Regions from separate parts of the Gossypium hirsutum genome. Here region 1 is linked to region 2. The links are chromatin contacts, called in public Hi-C maps. All regions are on one chromosome and are shown on one strand. The core of a region is the stretch at or near the end of the contact, and the rest is flanking DNA. Distances in the headings are between cores, read along the strand shown.

Region 1 (4,067 bases), core at 1,362-3,861, 51 kb after region 2:
TTGCAACTAGTTCCCTTCGCATCAGGTATTAACCTGGTCACCTTAAACAAGAAGAAAAAATGTGTCAAATTTACATAGGCAAAATATAAGTGTTGAAAACAAAATAAAGCAATATGGCATCTAGTTAGTATACTTACAATAAGAATTCTGGGAGTAATATCAAGTCCTTGCCTCTTTATCCTTAGAAGCATTTCATTCTCTAAGGCTCGCACTTGGTCCAGTATATAAACAACCTACACATTAAATAAGAAAAATGGAGATCTTAAATGAAGATATTTACATATAAATTATCCTACACGTTAAACATCAGATTCACTACAAACCTGACCACCAGTGTCAGGCAAACCTAATACATTTGCTTGCCCGAAGTATCCATGTGGAGACAGAATGACAACATTAAACACCATAGGCACTCTCCCAAGGAATGTCTCTAATATAGAGGGATCAGGTGCCTGAAGGATGTCCAAGAGAAGATGCATCGTCTCCAGAACATGAGCTGCAGTATCTCCCCATCCTCTCTCAAAACCCATTCCTTGTAATCTGCATTCATAAAACAAGGAAAAATCAGACAGAGATGTCAACAACTTTATTGCTCTGCCACTACCAATATGCTGATAGACTCCTTGAAACAAATCTATATGTATGTATTAAATGTATATACAAATAGAACACAAATAGAAACTCACTCGTATTCAAACTCAGAATATGGTGCATCAGGTGAAAGCTTAGCAAGATGATCTTCTGCCTTAGCCAAAGCAGCTTGAAGTCGGGGTATACTTTGTATCCGATCATTCAACATCAATGCCTACAGAAAAACCTTCATTAGTTTATCTTGTTATGAGAATTTCATCACAAAATAGATACTCCGACATATTCCTTTCCAAAGCTGTTAATACGTCACCACACATAAAACAAGGCAAAATTTTCTTTTCCTAAAATCTAAAGGAACATAACACATAGCTAGTGAAGTTGCAACTATGGTAAGGGGTTTAAAGGAAACCCCTCTGATGAATACTTACATGCCCTTTATATTTGTGGGCTCTCAGGAAATTAAGTAAAGGCTCCAAAGAATCTTTGTTACGGAACATGTTTGAAGAAAGGTGACGGTTGAGGAATTGGACGCCATTGCCAATGGATGAAGAGCGGTTGGGCCGAGGAAAGGATGCATTGAATGGCTCAAAATCAAGCTCAAGCACAAAATGGTTGTCCTCCCTACGCAATGTGTAAAAAGAAAAATCACAATGAGTTATGAGGTAGAACATTCATAATCAAGTACTATGAATCTATTGACTTCAAAGAAACAATAACCGCAACTTAAAAAGAACAGAAAATAAGCTTACCCCACATCTGCAAGTGCTTCTTTGAAGCGAAGATATTCGGACACATCCAGTTGCTCCACGCTGAGTTCATGAACATTGACTCGTACGTATTCCCAAACACCAGGTCTTGGGCGAACTGCTATAGCCACGTATGGAGGCAGAATTATGGCCTCCTGTAGTTATTAAAAAAAACCCCAACAATTTAGTATATTAAATACAATAACATAATCGAGACCGTACATATTCCATTTGACAGACGTTAAAAGCTTACCTAGTACAAAGGCTGAAAGTTAGGCGTGAAAATTAAATAGCATTACTACTAAAACTTCAGTTTACATACACTCCTTTAAAGACGCAGCATCGAGGTAAGGAAAGAACATAAAACACATCCAGAAATTCATTTGTAAATTGAATTAGAGTAAATTTAGGAAAACAGAATCTTAAAAAAAAAAAAAAACCTAAAAGTTCAACTGAAACTAAATAGTACAAAAATAATTTAGCTGAAAAAACAATTAAGCATTTAAAAAGTATTAGATACTTTATTTACTGCATCATGAATCACGGACGAAAATTAAATAAATATCTAAAAAAGTCGTTTATCCTTTTTAATATATAAAAGCTAACAATATCTTAAAAATTAATACGATAATTAAGGGGGGGAAATGACCTGTGCAGATTTAAGGACTTCGCTAAAGGGACCATCACTTAGCTTCTCTCTAGCTTTGTCGTCGCCTACAACATTTTCCAGTTCATCGATCAAAGTATGCGGTTGCAGTATTCCTTTTCCCTGCGCCACGTACCTTCAAAATTCCACAACCCTAAACTTCAGTAACATATCTTCCTTTCCTTTCCTTTTACTTTTCATCGTTTTCCCATAAGCCAAATAGAGACTGCAAAATTTAAAATCCGGAAAAGAAAAAGAGAACAAGGTGATAGGAACTGTAAAATCGCGGAAGAGCGCACCTGGAGAGAAGAGCAACGAGCTCGTTACGATGAGCAGAAAGCGTGTCCTCCACGCGGTCCCTCATGCTAGGACTTCGACCGAGGTTAGGATTCGCCATTGTTAGACTTCGTATCTACTCTGTTACTGCTGTTGAAGTGAACTATTATTGATTGGAAAGAAAAAAGTGAAAAAGAGTTTTTATCAGAAATCAGTGAGTTTGAGTGAGCTGTGAGGCAATCGCTGCGGTTACATATATAATATAAATATAGATCAGCGCAATGAGGGGATGACGGACGCAGCTGATGGTTTTACTCTTTGTTCATTGGATTTGCGACACGTTGAAATAATTTGTAATGAAGGCGAAAGTCCAAGTTGCCGCATCATGATGTTGAAACAAAATTGGATAATTTCGTTATTTAGTCCCTCAATTATTCATATGTTTGATTTTTGCCATTAAAAACTTTATAGTTGAAAAATGATCTTAATTTTTTATTGGTAAGAATATAATAAAACGAATAATTATTTGATGCCTAATTGGATAGAAGAGAAGTTCATTTTCTTCACGTTTCTTCAAAAACAACAAAGATAATAAAACTAAGACAAATTGACTCCACTAAAATATATTAAAATTGTGCTTGAAATTAGGAGCCTATAGTGTAAGAGCCCATTTTTGCCCGAGGCCCGAAACCAATACAGACCCAAAGCCCAATCTGAACCAGCCCAAACCCAAGACCAAAACAGACCTAACCCCTAACCCTAGCCTAGCGCCGCACGTCCTTGCCCCTGGCCTCCTCACCTGCTCCGCCGTTCACCTGCTTTCTGCCATTTGCCCAACTGCCCGCCTGCAACATAGAGCAAACAACACACAAGCACTAGAAGACAACAGAAACAATAAAGAAATAGAAGTTTAACAGTTTTAAAGATTTGGCTATATAAGCCGAACACAACCATTGTAATGGAGGGGGGGGGAATCGATCTGGTCCTTTGCAAAAAAAGAGATCTCTTTTTGTAACTCTTTGCAAGATTGGAAGAAAACAGAAATAAAAAAGGTCGTTTTTTCGTTTATTTTATTTTATTTTATTTCGAAACAAAAATAAAAAAGGAGGCATTTTTACCTTTTTTGCCGTCACCGGAGCGTTCAGGAGGTCGAGGAGAGGCATCGGAGAGAAAAAGGAGAGACTTTTGGTCTCCCTACCGCCGTGCACGGCGGCGCCGGCGCCGGCGACCGGTGGCCGGCACGGTGGCTCTTGCCCAGGCCCTTGACCGGAGAAGAGAGAGGGGAGAAAGAGTTCTGAAATTTTTTTTTTAAAAAGAGGGATGAAATGATTTTTTTTAGGGGGGTTTGATTTATATAAGGATCCAAAACGGCGCCGTTTTGGAAGGGTCAGAAAGCCCCTAAAACGACGCCGTTTCTGCATAAGACCCGAGACCCGACCCGTCTGCCTTAGGGGATCCGCGTGTTTTAACGGAAGGGCTAATTGCGCGTTTAGCCCTTCCGCTTTTTTAATACTTTTAAAATTAGGTTCTTTTAATTTTTTTAAATTTACCCAAAATTTTTTCCGTATTTTCAACTTCGTCCTTACTCGAACTATGCCGTTTTAAAGGAAGGGTAATTTTCTTTGATGGACCCTCCATGTTACATGCGTGTTCAGATCAATCCCTCCCCTTTCGTTTATTTGCGCTTTGAACTCCCCGAATCTTGTTTAATGTTTAATCTGATCCTTTAGTGATTTTGTTTATTTTCTTTACAAATTTTATATTATTATTGTTATTGCATTATTATTATTATTATAATTGCTTTTATA
Region 2 (4,359 bases), core at 1,124-3,623:
CACTTAAAGGGAGGTGTCAATAAAGTCCCAACTCATTAAGTTATAGGCTTTTTCCAAGTCGATCTTAATAGCTATCCACTTTTTATGTATGCTCATCATAGAATGAATAACCTATTGGACCACAATAATATTATTCTTAATGTTCCTCCCAGCAATAAAACCAGCTTACTCTTTACCTACGATTCTTGATAAAACCACTTTAAACCTGTTAGCAATAATCTTCATAACCAGCTTGTAAAGAACTGAACACAAGCTTATTGGACGGAACTACGCACCCTTCGAGATTTTGGACCTTAGGGATAAGCACCAGAAGAGTATTATTAAGATCATTATCAATTGGCTCACCATAAAAAAATTTCTTAACCCAATTACAAATAGCTCCACCAACCAACTCCCATTGACTTTAAAAGAAAGGAGCGTGAAAACTATCGCTACCAAGTGCTTTTAGAGATGCCATGGCAAACATAGCCAATTTTATCTCTTCATCAGAAACAGTTCTCATCAAGAAAACCTCATCATCATATCTAAGCTTCAAAAAGGAGCTAGGGGGTAACGCTTTCGTACAAATTAGTACCTCCTCATACAAATTCTTAAAAAACCTAACAGTTTTAGTTTGGAACCACTCATCTTTAAAAATCCATTCACCCTCATCGTTATTTAAAGCAGAAATTTTACTACGATTCCTTCTCTGAACCGCGCAGAAGTGGAAAAATTTAGTATTCCTATCGCCAAACTATAACTAATCACACCTAGCTTTTTATTTTCAAAGAAGCTCATGAAGGACGTATTCCAACTCTTCCCGAATCTGAGTTTCCACCATATTTAAATTCACAGAAAAACATCTTTCTAGGGCTTTTGGACATTATATAACCTCTGCATCATATACTTCTTTCGGACTCTAGCTCTAGTAATACTATAAATAGAATTATTCCAAACTTTAATATATCGGTAAAACTATTCAGGGAATCAGTCATGTTACCTTTAAAACTTCACTTTTCTTTCACGAAATCTAAACAATTAGGATGCTCTACCCATCTAGCAATGAACTTGAAGGGATAACCTTTGGGCAAGATAAATTTTGGATTAAGTAACAAAAACAGAGGTCTGTGATCCGACTTGATTCTCGGGGGATGAATGACTGACCAATTCGGAAAAGTTCTTAACTGAGAATTATTTCCAATAGTTCTATCCAATCTTTCAAAAAGCCCACCACAATACCAAGTGAATGAAGACCCCTTGAAACCTAAATCCTGCAAGTTAGACACTTCAAGAAAATCATTAAAGAGATGGCATCCTTTCCCAACAGTTCACCCTCCTTTCTTTTCACTCGAATAAAAAAAAGCATTAAAATCACCAATAGCCATCCAAGGAGTATCATCTGTTGGAATGACAGAACAAAGTTCCACCCAAAGTTTCCTTATTTTCTGTCTATCAAGACTACCATACACAAAAACAATGATAATAGGTAAAACAGAATCAATTCTAAAAACTTGTATACAAATAAATTGAGAATTAATACATAAAACCTTAATGGAAAGTTGTTCCATCCATCTCACCCAGATGCCTCTAGAGAATCCAATAGCCTCTACCTTGTGAGAACATTGAAAACCCAAACAAAAAATAATCTTATCTGCTTTAAAACCACTTATTCTTGTTTCCAGCAAGCTAACAATATTAGGATTATACTCTCTGTTGTACTAACGAAAATAACGAATAAACTTTGGACTTATACATCCCTAGCAATTCCATGAAAAACCCGTTAAGTTCATAATAAATAAATAAATAAATAAAGAGACCAACTTACTAGTCTGAGCCCAAATGCTCAAGATTCTATACTCCTACCGAGGCTTCTGATCCTTTAATATTTTATTTGTCAAATTTATCATTAATAACCTCAATCAAGGTATTCATAGAATTAGACAATGTAACTCGAGCATTCCTAATGAACTTAAAACTATTCCCACAATTACGAATAGTCTTATCCAATTTTTTTCCATTACGGTTTCTTCCAACATTTTCAAAAGATCCATGACTTTTTGGACTACCCCCAACTTTAATATCACTTCCAATATTTTTTCTTTTATCAAAAGCAATCCTATTATTGAAAATGACAGCCGTATGTTTCACTGGGTCCAAGAATTTATCATCTAATTTAATCATAATCCTTTTCGAACATTCAAAAGTGGGATTGTCACGAGAAGTTGTTAAATTAGAATTAATTAATGAGTTAGCAATTTCAATCGAATCTGTACTGGAAAAATCCAATTGTTTACTAGCCCCAAAAATGTTTTCATTTAATTCTGTTTTAGTGCTCTGCCCACACGTTTCCAAGAAAGAGCCATCCCCATTAAATGTTTGGCCCTTAGACTGAGTGGACCCATCTATAAAGAGACTTTTCGATATTTATTGTGGACCACCTTTCCTAGTTTGTCAGATCACAAGGTCCTTAGCAATTTCCCATACAGCCCACAAGCTTAAGTCGACACTATCTCATTTTTACAGCCCATTATTGTTAACTATCGTGGCTTAACTCTTTGGGTTCACAATAGAAGCATTAATGCCTGCATCATTAACAAAAAAATAGGGATTTTTCTTGCTTAAAACCTGGCCCAAATTATCAATAACAAGCTCAACTGACCCATCTGTCTTATTATGAAAACTATTCAGTTCTGTCCCTTCAACATTCACACCTATTTTCTTCTTTCCCCAGAATTCGCACAGACACACCTTTAATATTTTTAATTTCCTTAACAGAACCCCCCAAAATCCTATCTTCCTTCCCTTCCCCTATTGAATCCAAATTCTCCTTCTATTCAACACCGAAAATCTCGACCCCAATCTAGATTTTCCTTGAATCTCTTTCCTCTGATTACGCGAGCTTTTCGTTTCACCACCATCCACGGTCGAAAAGCAAATCCCCAACCCGCAGTCATCAATTCCGCCAAGTCCTTGTTGCCATTGACTTCCTCGACCATAATACTCTTTTTAGCCACCAGCGAAGGGCATAAGTCTTTCAGATTACCATATTTTTCACAAAAAAAAAGTAGATGGTCAGTAAAGCTTCATACTCGACCATTTGTAGTTCTTTATTTACTATAACTTGGGATATAAGGGATTTACTGAGATCAACAAAAACAACCATTCTAGCAAAACCTCTTGTTTTTTTGTCAGTATTAAGGTCAAGCTTGACCACATTTCCCACAAAACCTCCAACAACTTCCAGAATTCTCCGTTTATACATGAAACCCGAGAGTCCTGGTAATCTAATCCAAGCTAACACCATACTCGGGTAAGGTTTCATAGGATTAAAATACTTTGTCCATGGCTGAACAATGAGGTATTGGCCATATATGACAAGGACCTTATTATAATCCTCAATACTCTGAAATTTTGCTAAGAAATAGCCATTCTCTATATCCATAAGATTGAACGACTTAGATGATCGCCATAAGCTACTAATCTGGTTGAACAGAGCTATGTAACCAATATTCCTACCCAACAATTTCAACGCCACTAAAGTCTCATATCCTTGAAAAGGACATGTTGAATACGTTTCGAAAATTCTATTGCCAGGATGCCATTAACCATAGTTTTTTTAACGTCCCCTTCCAAAAATTCAATTTCTCCCTCATTATCCTTACTAGCAAATTGATGCCTTTCACCTTGATTGGGATCCCCTTTTCCAATAAGCATCTACTTCCAAGAGATCTTTGCTGGTGAAACCAAGTCCTTTGATGGTGAGACTACATCCCCTATCATTTCGACATCCGCAATACTGTTGTCTTCCTTAAATCTGACTTTTTTTGTTTCCCGATCGACGGCTGACCTAGATTTAGAAACATTACCAATTTCTAGATAAGACATTTTCAGTCGTATTTACAATTTGCTCCATTGTTTTACCTTTTCTTAATCTTTTAAGAACTCAAATTTGCTTTATTGTTAAGTCGCGGGATTGCACCGCTAAATTTTTTTATGGGTAAAGATTAAATTATATTTTTTTAAAGGGGTTAAAATATAATTTCATCATTACATTAATATATTATTTCATAATGTTTAAAGGGATTACAAAAGAAATTTACCATCTTAAAATGTCAAGATGCAATTTAATCATTATATTAACTTAAAAATTCAAATTTTTAAATGCGCTAATTTTTTATATATCATTTTAGGTGGTCAAGGCCCTTTTGCCTTTTTGTATCGTCCTTGATTTCATTCTCTTATGTGTTAAAGCCCAAAAGACCAAAAAATCAACCCTAAACTAAAACCTTTATTTTTTGTTGAACCTGAAAGCAATCCCAACTTCATCTTATTATTATTATTATTGTTATTATCAACCAAGGTACTTTCTCTATCCTTTCA

What was found. Hi-C and Micro-C count contacts between places; a contact is called where the count stands out from the background.
Region 1: a contact with region 2 is called in a Hi-C map of leaf, with 2.0 times the contacts expected there. The contact joins the promoter of LOC107926875 here to the enhancer-like site in region 2. A contact is called at or near these places in 15 of 34 Hi-C or Micro-C datasets (anther, fibers, leaf and 2 more).

Annotation. Positions count from the first base shown.
Region 1 is chrA08:94,491,908-94,495,974 of Gossypium_hirsutum_v2.1, forward strand. It overlaps LOC107926875 (sucrose synthase 2), which reads right to left and starts at 2,612. Exons shown (of 15, transcript XM_041074568.1): 1 at 2,283-2,612; 2 at 1,987-2,119; 3 at 1,341-1,492; 4 at 1,020-1,212; 5 at 687-805; 6 at 324-540; 7 at 138-233; 8 at 1-41. The coding sequence starts at 2,380.
Region 2 is chrA08:94,441,483-94,445,841 of Gossypium_hirsutum_v2.1, forward strand. No RefSeq gene overlaps it. Among protein-coding and RNA genes, the nearest start is that of LOC121204555, 4.8 kb to the right of the region's middle. Within about 2 kb of position 2,374, at least 8 of the 9 cell types and tissues checked have an H3K27ac peak or open chromatin away from gene starts, as enhancers often do. A contact at or near this core is called in fibers and leaf, where this site is marked.